Regions from separate parts of the Mus musculus genome. Here regions 2, 3 and 4 are each linked to region 1. The links are chromatin contacts, called in public Hi-C, HiChIP or PLAC-seq and promoter capture Hi-C maps. All regions are on one chromosome and are shown on one strand. Each heading gives the region's core, a stretch centred on a gene start, on an enhancer-like site or on the middle of the called end of the contact. The rest is flanking DNA. Distances are from core to core; before and after follow the strand shown. Region 1 holds the start of Eaf1 (ELL associated factor 1). Region 2 holds the start of Smim4 (small integral membrane protein 4). Region 3 overlaps Ankrd28 (ankyrin repeat domain 28). Region 4 overlaps Ankrd28 (ankyrin repeat domain 28).

Evidence for each region. A called contact is a pair of places that touch in the nucleus more often than the background predicts. HiChIP or PLAC-seq counts read pairs in DNA pulled down with a chosen protein or histone mark. Capture Hi-C pulls out chosen DNA fragments and counts their contacts.
Region 2: a contact with region 1 is called in a promoter capture Hi-C map of liver. The contact joins the promoter of Smim4 here to the promoter of Eaf1 in region 1. A contact is called at or near these places in 16 of 39 promoter capture datasets (the 3T3-L1 cell line, the C10 cell line, cranial neural crest and 9 more), 6 of 484 Hi-C or Micro-C datasets (CD4 T cells, CD8 T cells, embryonic stem cells and 3 more), 8 of 115 datasets of contacts at active chromatin or transcription factors (the SCID.adh cell line, astrocytes, effector CD8 T cells and 4 more) and 2 of 9 other capture datasets (adipose tissue and liver).
Region 3: a contact with region 1 is called in a Hi-C map of embryonic fibroblasts, with 7 times the contacts expected there. The contact joins the enhancer-like site here to the promoter of Eaf1 in region 1. A contact is called at or near these places in 16 of 39 promoter capture datasets (the 3T3-L1 cell line, 3T3-L1-derived adipocytes, the C10 cell line and 10 more), 1 of 15 datasets of contacts at CTCF or cohesin (pro-B cells), 38 of 484 Hi-C or Micro-C datasets (3T3-L1-derived adipocytes, B cells, the Ba/F3 cell line and 27 more), 19 of 115 datasets of contacts at active chromatin or transcription factors (the 230-238 cell line, DN3 thymocytes, the NIH/3T3 cell line and 14 more) and 3 of 9 other capture datasets (adipose tissue, liver and macrophages).
Region 4: a contact with region 1 is called in an H3K4me3 HiChIP or PLAC-seq map of bone marrow-derived macrophages, with 2.9 times the contacts expected there. The contact joins the enhancer-like site here to the promoter of Eaf1 in region 1. A contact is called at or near these places in 4 of 39 promoter capture datasets (the C10 cell line, the HPC-7 cell line, cranial neural crest and 1 more), 5 of 484 Hi-C or Micro-C datasets (bone marrow-derived DN3 thymocytes, embryonic fibroblasts, forebrain and 2 more), 4 of 115 datasets of contacts at active chromatin or transcription factors (bone marrow-derived macrophages, fetal liver and large pre-B cells) and 4 of 9 other capture datasets (adipose tissue, liver, macrophages and 1 more).

What each region holds. Positions count from the first base shown.
Region 1 is chr14:31,493,815-31,496,348 of GRCm38.p6, forward strand. Eaf1 (ELL associated factor 1) reads left to right here and starts at 1,265. Exons shown (of 6, transcript NM_028932.4): 1 at 1,265-1,557. The coding sequence starts at 1,455. It overlaps Mettl6 (methyltransferase like 6), which reads right to left and starts at 1,226. Exons shown (of 6, transcript NM_025907.4): 1 at 1,088-1,226; 2 at 1-150. The coding sequence starts at 7.
Region 2 is chr14:31,127,662-31,130,195 of GRCm38.p6, forward strand. Smim4 (small integral membrane protein 4) reads right to left here and starts at 1,269. Exons shown (of 2, transcript NM_001308091.1): 1 at 972-1,269. The coding sequence starts at 1,122.
Region 3 is chr14:31,784,596-31,787,129 of GRCm38.p6, forward strand. All of the region lies in intron 1 of Ankrd28 (ankyrin repeat domain 28), which reads right to left. Among named protein-coding and RNA genes, the nearest start is that of Ankrd28, 45 kb to the right of the region's middle. Within about 2 kb of position 1,271, at least 45 of the 459 cell types and tissues checked have an H3K27ac peak or open chromatin away from gene starts, as enhancers often do. A contact at or near this core is called in the Ba/F3 cell line, the C3H10T1/2 cell line, the NIH/3T3 cell line and 5 more, where this site is marked.
Region 4 is chr14:31,760,611-31,763,144 of GRCm38.p6, forward strand. The region is part of intron 3 of Ankrd28 (ankyrin repeat domain 28); the gene reads right to left. Among named protein-coding and RNA genes, the nearest start is that of Ankrd28, 69 kb to the right of the region's middle. Within about 2 kb of position 1,276, at least 33 of the 459 cell types and tissues checked have an H3K27ac peak or open chromatin away from gene starts, as enhancers often do. A contact at or near this core is called in bone marrow-derived macrophages and pre-megakaryocyte-erythroid progenitors, where this site is marked.

The DNA of each region.
Region 1 (2,534 bases), core at 15-2,514:
AAGCCATTGTAGTTGCCGGAAACACATTCAATGCTGCTATAGGTCCTCTGTTCTTCAACCATCTGAACAAACGATGCTGAGATTGTAGACACTGGAGTTTCTCTGATGCAGTTTCCCCAGGTGACTTTCCAGCTCCAACAGGATACGATGCTACTTAGGAAAGAGAAAGGGGGGGAGGGGGTTGACTGATTGATTCTGACTAGTGATTCTCTAACAACCTGCCTGCTTCTCTCCCCATCCTGTTCATCTGAGCCAGGGGCTGTCCCTGAAGCCCAGCCTGTCCCTTGAATGTACTTCCTCTTGCCTCATCCTCCCAACTCGGGTGACCAGGGCCTCATCAAGCTAGATCGTTCTTTATTATTTCTAGAGCTTGGATTCTAAACGAGTCCAAGACTCGGGGAGAGGTTCCCGGAGGGCTCTTTAAGGCTCCGGGGTCAATTCACTTAACACTCCCGAGATGCTGACTCTGCCCAACACCCTGCCGGGGTCTGGAGAGGTCATAAAGACCAAGACAGTCTCTACTGCATAGAGCTTACTACACTCAGAGACCAGAACTCTCACGGACCGGACTCCCAATTCAAATCAGATGAGCCAAGTACTACAAGAAATAGGTTTACTTAGGGCAAAGGGACGCATCCACGAGTTGACTGAGAAAATGTGAGAAAAAAAAATTCTCATCAACGTTCAGTGCCCGTGGGAAACGTGACTTCAAAACAACGGCAACAACCGCCCTAACCGAAAGCGGGTAGACGATTGCCTAACAGACACGGGATCGCGGGGGGGCTAAGGAGGTGACGGAGCTGATCCGGAGAGGCCGGGGTTTCTGATCGTACCCATAAACTGAAGGAAGCGTCGTCGGCCAGGAGAACTGAAATCCTCTCATCGCAACCATGGAGCGAAGTAGGGGGAAGGGTGACTGAGGTCCCGAGAACCGTCATCGCTCTCTGAACCCTCGGATAAAGCAGGCCGCTAGGGTCTCGGGCATGTCCAGGGACACTCATACCTACATTCAAACTCGCGTCCACTCAGTTCCCCACGCTCTGAGCTCCCAGGGTCCCCAGCAAAGAACAGGTCAGGGCGCACTCACCCGTCAGTCAAGCCCAGGCGTCGGCAGCAGAATCTTCTAGCTGACCTGGGCTCCTCCTTAGACCAGAAAACTGTGGGCTGCAGCAGTCCCGGAGAACTCTCTCTCCATGGCACTGCCCCCGCTATTTCCGTTGGGGAGACGGAAGTCCCTCCCCAATGCCGGAAGTGCAGCGGCCTTACTTCCGCAGAGTCTCTCGAGACGCGGAGTAGATTGGTTTCCGGCCCCGGGTGGGCGCGGACTTGGTTCAGTGCGCGCTCCGGAGCGGTGTCCCGGGAGCGCGGTCCTGCGGGCCGCTTGCGCGGGGATCCGGGGGGACTGCGGCCGCGCGAGGAGAGCTCCAATCCGGGTGCCGGGCAAGTGCAAGGCCATGAACGGCACGGCGAACCCGCTGCTGGACCGGGAGGAACACTGTCTGCGGCTAGGGGAAAGCTTCGAGAAGCGGCCGCGGGCCTCCTTCCACACGATTCGCTGTGAGTGAGCGCCCCTCCAGGTTCACTTGGGGCTCCCTGGCCGCCACGTGCAAGCCCAGACTCCCCTGGCTAATCCCGGCTCGAAAGCGTCGCTTTCCTTACCTCTCATCCCTTAGCCTCTGGAACTTCGATCTGCTCTTTTACTTTGAAATCTCTTCTCCCAAACCAAACCTCTGATTGCTGCCAACTATTCTTTTACTTTACAGTCTCAAATACCACTTCAGAAAGTCATAGCCCCTTTATTTCAAATTCCCCTTCCCAGCCCTTAAGCCAAACTTTTCTCCTTTAGTAGCGATGCCCATTTCTCCTCCCTTGTGTCCCCGTTCTCTTTGTCGAATTCTTCCATCAGGGCTCTTGCCCTGGAAAAGTCTTCCGTTTGCTACGAGTGTCGTTTACTTCATTCCTTCCCTTGCTCCTTTCCCCTTGCTCTTGGTCTCCTCCACAGCCAGGGAACCTGCATTCTTCGTGCCACCCATAAGGTTTCTTCTTCCTCTCTGCTTATGACACTGATTTTGTTGTTGTTGCTGTTCGAGACAGTCTTACTAGTGATGCTGGCCTAGAAATTACTATATAATTCAGGCCAGCGCTGAACATGCTGCAGTCCTCCTACCTCAGCTTCTGTGGTGCTGAAAATATGGACCTGATCCACCATACCTAGCTAGATTAATGTCACCTACTTCACCTTAACTTCTGGGCCAACTCACTTGTGGGTGAAGAATAAAATTAGAGTTTGTGCATCTGGCATAAATTAAAGCCTGATCTATGTTTGGAAAATGAAGAAGGCAGCATAAGGAATGTGGAAAGAGTCATTATGTTGGGCCCTTTCCTACGTGATTATAGACTCTGAAAGGGGTATTGCCACTGTGTGTCCTGAGTCAGGACATGGCTGACCAAACCAAGCACATCCCTGTGAATCACAGGCGTCGGGTTTCCGGTAGCGTTAGTGTGGGTTAAGACCTGCTTTGTCATGGGAGCTA
Region 2 (2,534 bases), core at 19-2,518, 370 kb before region 1:
TAATCAGGGGCTGGAGAGATGGCTCAGTGGTTAGGAGCACTGACTGCTCTTCCAGAGGTCCTGAGTTCAATTCCCAGCAACCACATGGTGGTTCACAACCATCTGTAATGGGATCCAATGCTCTCTTCTGGTGTGTCTGAAGACAGCTACAGCGTACTCAAAATAAATCTTAGAAAGAAAGAAAGAAAGAAAGAAAGAAAGAAAGAAAGAAAGAAAGAAAGAAAGAAAGAAAGGAAGGAAGGAAGGAAGGAAGGAAGGAAGGAAGGAAGGAAGGAAGGAAGGAAGGAAGGAAGGAAGGAAGGAAGGAAGGAAGGAAGGAAGAAAGAAAGAAAGAAAGAAAGAAAGAAAGAAAGAAAGAAAGAAAGAAATGAATGGAGGTTTTGAAAGAACAACCTAAAATTCTCAAATGGTAAGTTACATGAGAGGCAGACAAAGGGCCCAAAGGTTGGGAGAAAGCCTGAAAGGAACTGGCAGTTCCAGAGGCCGTTCTCAGAAATGCCAGACATTCTTTTCACAGTTCTAGGTCAAAGACATAACCTAAGGAGAGCGAGTGACCAGTAGTAATTAGCTAGGACAGCCGGGATAACTTCCTCAGGAGTTTGGGCTAAAGCTCTCAAAGGGCAAGGGCCTTAACCTGAATTTCTGAGCTATATCTCTGAATTTCCCTCAGGACTGGTTCCTCTTCCACATGCGATTAATCCTGTTCCTTAGGCCCAAAGTCACCAGCAGGGCCAAGGACAGGCTACAAAGACCTGCACGGCCTGACTAGAGGCACGTGCCCTCTTCAAATGCCGGAAGAGGAGGAGGGCTGGATGCCAATGTGAACAAAATACAAGAGCCCTAAGGGCCTCCTGCCTCGCTGCACGAGAACTGTCAAAACACTGTTCCTAACGCCCAAAGTGAAAGGAACTCTGCAACTGAATGGATCGCATACCCACGGGAGAAACGGAGGCTGCTGCACCCTCACTTACAGAAGGTCTCCTGGCCCACGCGCACTTTAATCATGATCCACTCCATCGCACCTCCCAGGACAAAAAAGAAGGGCAGGAATCTGTAGATGCCGAATCGCTGCTTGCCGGGCACTCGCTGAAGAGCTCGCCTCACCTGGGCCCTGGAGAACATGACCGAGGCCTCCCAGTGGGGTAGGGACGGAACCAGGCAGACTGGTGTTCCCGGAGGCAGTACAAATAACCCTGCGGACCCCTGCGTGTCCGCGGAGTCCCGTGGACTGAGCACCAAGACTCGACTGCAGCGCCACAGCCCGGCCGCAAGAGTTAGGTCGCGGAAGTTAGGACAGACCCAAAGCCTGGTCGGCTCCGCCAATCAGAATGTGGCGGGACTCTCAGACTCTCCAATCAGAGTGCTGTTTGAGCGCGCGTGCTCTGTGAGGCTGAGTCGGTCTGAAGAAGCCTGCGCACGCGCCTAGATTCTGGAGACGGAGAACCTTCGGGGGGCGGGGTCTCCAACGTGGCGTGGCGGCCCCGCCCTCGACCTGCTCTCACTGCTGAGGCTCAGAGTTTACTGCCGCGCCCCCTACTCTGCCATCGCCATCTTTTTTTGTAATACCCTGACCGAGGTGTCGACCCTTTGTGAATGAAATCAGCTAAAATGCAGTTTCGTGACACTCCTTCCTTTTATTTCTGGATGTGACTGGTTTGACTTGGATTCTAATACAAACATAACTCGATATGCATTTTCGAAAGCTGAATTTTATCGTCGCAGCAAAAAGTACAACTGTCTATAACAAACATGCTAAAATAATATAAACCTATGATAAGTGGGAAATTACCGTTATTCTGGTAACTTGTAGTGTTTTTAAGCATCACAACCAATAGTTACAGAAGAGGATCAAGGTAAAGAGTGACTTCGCTGTCAAACCACAACCCTATCGGCACCCTTGTAAGATGAGCCTTTCTATGATGCTGTGAGAATTGACAATCTAAAAGAATTAAATGGCCTGGCAGTGGTGGCATATGTCTTTAATCCCAGCACTTGGAAGGCAGAGGCAGGCGTATCTCTTGAGTTCGAGGCCAGCCTGGTCTACAGAGTGAGTTCCAGGACAGCCAGGGCTACACAGAGAAACCCTGTATCAAAAAAAAAAAAAAAAAAAACAGAATTAAATGACAGATTGCAGCGAGGAGGCCTGGTGGGCCCATGCCAAGGTATGCCCCTGAGAAATTATGCTGTGCAACAAATCTGGTATGAAAGGAGTTTATTGGGGAAGGAATAGAGGCAGTGAGGGAACCATGAAGGCAGAGAAAGAGGGGGGGGGGTCATAAACAGCTGACTAAGCGCAGCCTGCCTGGAGGTACCTACTGGAGAAGCCACACACAGTGAACGCCTGGCACTTGGTGCCATTTCTCTTGGATCTGAGGACTGAAACTTGTAAAGTGTCATCCACTTGGAAGGAATCCACATGTGGCCAGGTCTTCACAGCCCACCTAGGTCAATGGACCTACAAGGGTCCACCCATAAGCCCACCCTTCGGCATCCATGACTACCCAGACCAGAATCTGATACACCCGATCCTCAGC
Region 3 (2,534 bases), core at 21-2,520, 290 kb after region 1:
AACCAGGCACATACGAGCTCACAGAGACTGAACTGAAGCAGCAAGCACAGGGCCTGCAAGGGTCTGCACCAGGTCCTCTGTGCGTAAATTGTAGCTATTGGCTTAGTATTTTCATGGGACTCCTGCTTATGAGAACTCTGACTCTCGTGCCCACCCTTGGGGCTCTTCTTCCTGATGGGTTGCTGTGTCCAACTCTGATATGGTTGGTTTTTGCTTCATCATGTTTTATTTTATTTTGTCATGTTTAGTTGTTATCTCTTAGAAGACTTTTCTTTTCTAATGAGAAACAGAAACCAAGTGGATCCAGGGGATAGAGGAGGGAATCAGCCTGGAGTAGAGCTACACCTTGTCCAAAACCAAAGCAATAACCTACAAACACAACAAATGCTAGGAATGTTAGGACACGGCACCCTTATATACTGCGTATGTATGGTAATGTAAATTAATCCAGCCACTATGGAAATCAACAGAGAGGTTCCTCAGGAAATTAAAAATAGAACTGTATGACCCGTCTACATCACTCAGCAGTATATACCCAAAGAAGTCAAAGTCAGCATATAACAGAGACACTACATATCTATCACTATCACAGTCCAGTGATAGCAGCAGCCAAGCTACAGAATGAGCTCAGGGGCCCCGTTCAACAGGTGAAAGGGGTATTAACTGATGAATTATGATCACGAGGGTGCAGAAAGGAGGATGGTTTTCATAGGGTAGGTTAACAGGAAACATTTGAAAATGAAATTGTCATTGCATGTGACCAAAAAAATTAAAGAGTAATTTTCCTATTTCCTATTTGTAAATATATTGTTTTCATATACTTGACGTTTTTCTTGTGACATTTATACAATGCTTTGTTTCAATCTGTTTTCTCCTGCTTTAAAAAAAGAAAAAAACAAAAAACAAAAACAAAACTCTAGAACCCTCCATTATCGGTGTGTTGTGAATCATTTAAATTGGTGGGAAAATTAACCCTGGAAGAAAATGACAAGGCTTGACTTTTCTATGTAATATGTGGCTTGCTACTTGTTGCCTACTTAGCTAACCACCACTGACCCTTCCTTCTTACAGACTACCTTTAGTTTTGTTTGGATGCCATTTCTATATTCCACATGACTTGGAGAAATCTTGAATAGTGTAAGGTGATCATGGTAATTCTATTCTACCTAGTAAGTGACTCATTTGGGAAATGACATGCTCTGAGCCAGCTTGCTCTGTCACATGCAAAGGAAAGTCATCTGTAGTGTTTCTAGGAAAGTCTCTCTTTTTTTAACCTAAAAAGGGAGAGATAGAGGGAAATGTCCCCTCCTACTGGACAACAGCATATTTGATAATGATGTTGTGAAATGTGCTGAGTATCTTATGGCTGGAGTTATCCTAGAGTCCATACTAAGTCTGACTGAGAGAAAAGCAGAAAGGAGAAAGTGAGCCACTTCCTATGGTCACAGCAGTAACTAAAGCACTCAACCTTTTACAGCATAGTATTTCAATTACTGCTACTGTGATAAGACCCTTTACTATTTAATCCAGCTTCTACTTTAAATATAAAGTATTTTCAGTTTAAAATAGCCCTAATATTAAAGAACAAATAATATCCTATTATAAATAAAAGGGCCATTAAAATATAACAATTAACCTTATATTGTCTTAAAAGCGTTTAGGTATGCCTGTGATGCTGGATATTAGGAATATGTCAAGAAAACAATAAAAATTCCAGAATGATTGTTGGCTAAGAATGAACTTGTCATAGACTCTAATAAGATATCTTCTTTGTTTTTAAGAAGTTTGAAACAAGCTATAATTAATGGAATTAACAGTTATAAGCATGGCTTTTTATAAGGTTATTAAAGCCATAAAAATGTATTAAAAAGACTTCACATCACAAACACACCAGAAAAATACTTTCGTTCTTTTAACCATAAATTTGTTATGTAGAACTACAGCATTATTTGATAAAAGGAACTAAAGAATAAGAAAAATGTCCTAAACTATCTGAGTCATTACTTGAATTTTAAAATAGTGTTCAGTATGTCTCCACCCTGTTACAGCTCAAAAAGACATGAATCATTTTCTTTAGTATTTTCCAAATGATACTTTAGGACGGAAGTGATATATACAGTTTCAATTTGTGTGTGGAATAACTAGCATACACATAAGCTACGACCTTTCTGTACTAAAGGAAATTCTTTGGGTATTTTGTGTAATTATTGCTTTAAAAAGCAAACACCGGGTAACCATAGCAACTTGTTTTTGAATTGCAAACTGTTCTTCTCAACTTTTGCAGTACAGTAACGTGATACTACATTTACCCAGGTATTTTCAAATCACAGAAAACAGCATGAATTGTAAATAATCCTTCTTTAGCCTTTTTAAAGAATTTAATGTTTATGTGTGAGACTTGCATGTATGTGTATACCATGTGAGTGCCTGTTGCTCATGGAAGCCAGAAAAAGGACATGGGGTCCCCTGGAAATGGAGTCACGGGCAGCTGTGAGCTGTCATGTGGATGATTGGCACTTAACCCAGCTCTGCTG
Region 4 (2,534 bases), core at 26-2,525, 270 kb after region 1:
GAAATATTTATGGTCCAATGAATTTAACTATAAATTATGAAACATTTAATCTTAACAAGTCATCAAAGATAAAATAATATGAAGATACATCACCTTGAATGAGGAGACAGTTACTACTACTACTAGCTGTGATGGTTTGAATGAGACGTTCCCTACAAACCTTGGGCACTTGAGTACTGGGTCAAATATGTAGTGATACAATGCAGTGATTTGTAGGTCTACAATGCAGGAGGAAGAAATAAAAAGTGCACAGTTCTAGAGAGAAAAGGGATACTGGCAACATGGCTTCTGCAGCAAGAGAGGCTGTAACTGTTAAGATTCATACCATTACTGAGAGGCCAAATGTGTAGTGGAATAAAGGGAAGGGCGCCCTTAGGACAAGACCCCACCAACTAAGCTTTCAACTTTTGAGAAAGCAACAAAAACAGTAGCTGCTGGTAATGTGGTTACAGAGGGCAGATTTCATCCCATGCTTGCAGCTCTAGGTGGCAGTGACATCCACATGGTGCTGGCTTTAGAGTCATGAAAGATGTATAGAAGACAAGCTTCCTCTCCAGCGTAAGAGTCACTGAGCCTAGTTATGTGGCAACGGGGTCTCTGTATGGAGGTTTGAAGAGCTCACTGCCTGAAGCTGTGGAAAGTGAAATCTCGGTTGTGTTGGAGACCCCATGTTGTAAAGATTTCCATACTCTGATAGTAGAACCAGGTAGCGGTAGCTGCAGCTGCTGCCGGTGGTGCTGCTGCTGCTGCTGCTGGTGTAACCCTTTAGGTGGAAAAGCTGGGAACAGCAGTTCCATCTAAGCACTTTGACAGCAGACAGAAAGCTACAGAATCTGGAGTTTGCCCTGCTGGGTTCTGGTTTTGCTTTGGTCTAATGTTTCCCCACTATTCCTCTATCCCTCCCATTAGGAATGTGTTTATCTTATGTCATTTATCATGTAAGTATATAATTTGTTTTTGGATTTTATAGGGGGTTACAGCTGAGAGACTGTCTTGAATCTCAGAAGAGACTTACTACTTTAAAGCAGTGTCAGTGTCTGTAAAAGTCTACAGTCTGTGTCCACAGTCTGCGAAACACTATGAAGGGCTTTGAAGTTACACTAAATGCATTTATTTGCATTATGAGATGATCAGGAGCTTATGTGGGCCAACAAGTAGAATGTGGTCGTTCAAATGAGATGACCCCGGTAAGTCTTCAACACTGAAGTACTTGGTTCCCTAGTTGTTTGAGACAGGCTTAGGAGGTATGTCCTTGCTGGAAGAGGTGTGTCAATAAGGGCTGGCTTTGAGGTTTTAAAAGCCAAGTGCGTGGGGTGGGAGAACCATGTGCGGTTTCCAGTGCTCTGTCTTTACTTCCTGTTTGTGGTTTTAGATGTGAGCAGTCATATTCCAGCCTCCAGTCTGACTCCTGCTCTCATGCTGTTTCCATAATTATTGACCCTACAGGAACCATAAGTCCCCGTCCCCCCCGCCCCCACCCGCCAATAGATCCTTCCTTCTCTAAGATAACAGGTTTTATCACAGAAATAAAATAGTAACTAACACACTACTATAAACCCAAATATAAAAATGTCTACCTATTATAGGAAATGTGTACCCAATGAGCATGGACACTGACTTAAGGGAAGCTTCTGCAGATACAGGGAAGGTGCCTGCGTTCTCCGAAAGAACAGTTTTGTCCTAGTGTTAATGTGTCCCTTTCTCTTGGCTGTATGTATTCTAAAATCCCAAACAATCTCTCAGATGAGCCAGAGCTGACTGGGTCATCTTTGCACAAAAGAACACTGCTAACGAAGAGATCAAGCAGGCAACCTGGTTAGTTTTGACACTGGTGATAGAGGGTTAACAGCGAACCACCAACAGATCACTGAAAAAAAGCCTATGGACCTGAGGAAGTTCCAACAGTAGATTCAATAAGGAGATTGTGTTGTTATAAAAACAAAGTACATTTGGTCTGAAGGAACTCACTTGCACTGTAGTTATTACATAGCTTTTACTTGGTAGCTAAAGTCAATGGAAGTATTCACATTTAAAGAAAAAGAGAGTCTGACTCAGCTCTAGCATCTGAAGTTTTTTCTAGGCATAAAAAATTTAATTAAATGGGGGAAATGAACCCCTTCATATAAGATTATATAAAATAGCATGTATATTAAAATAAAAAAAATATGATTCTTTAAAAAAAATCCATAGCAGTAGTTATCAAAAGTCCTAGACATTAAAATAAACAAAACTGTACTGTTTCTTACACAGCCATTTTCTTATTTTCTCTTTTTGTGTATGTTGTGTATATGCCTATATGATGTGTGTATGTAGCCATGTGTTAGAGTAACATCTGCATCTTCTATGATGTGTGTGGGAGTCAGAAGACAACCTCAGGCTGTACCTTTCTCTCACCATGTTTTTAACAGGGTTACTGTTGTTGTCCATCACTGCATACTACATACTAGAGCAGAGAATTACCTTGAACTCCTGATTCTCCTGCTGCTCTCTCTCAAGAGCTGGGATTATAGCAACCTGTGTACCACCTCATCCAG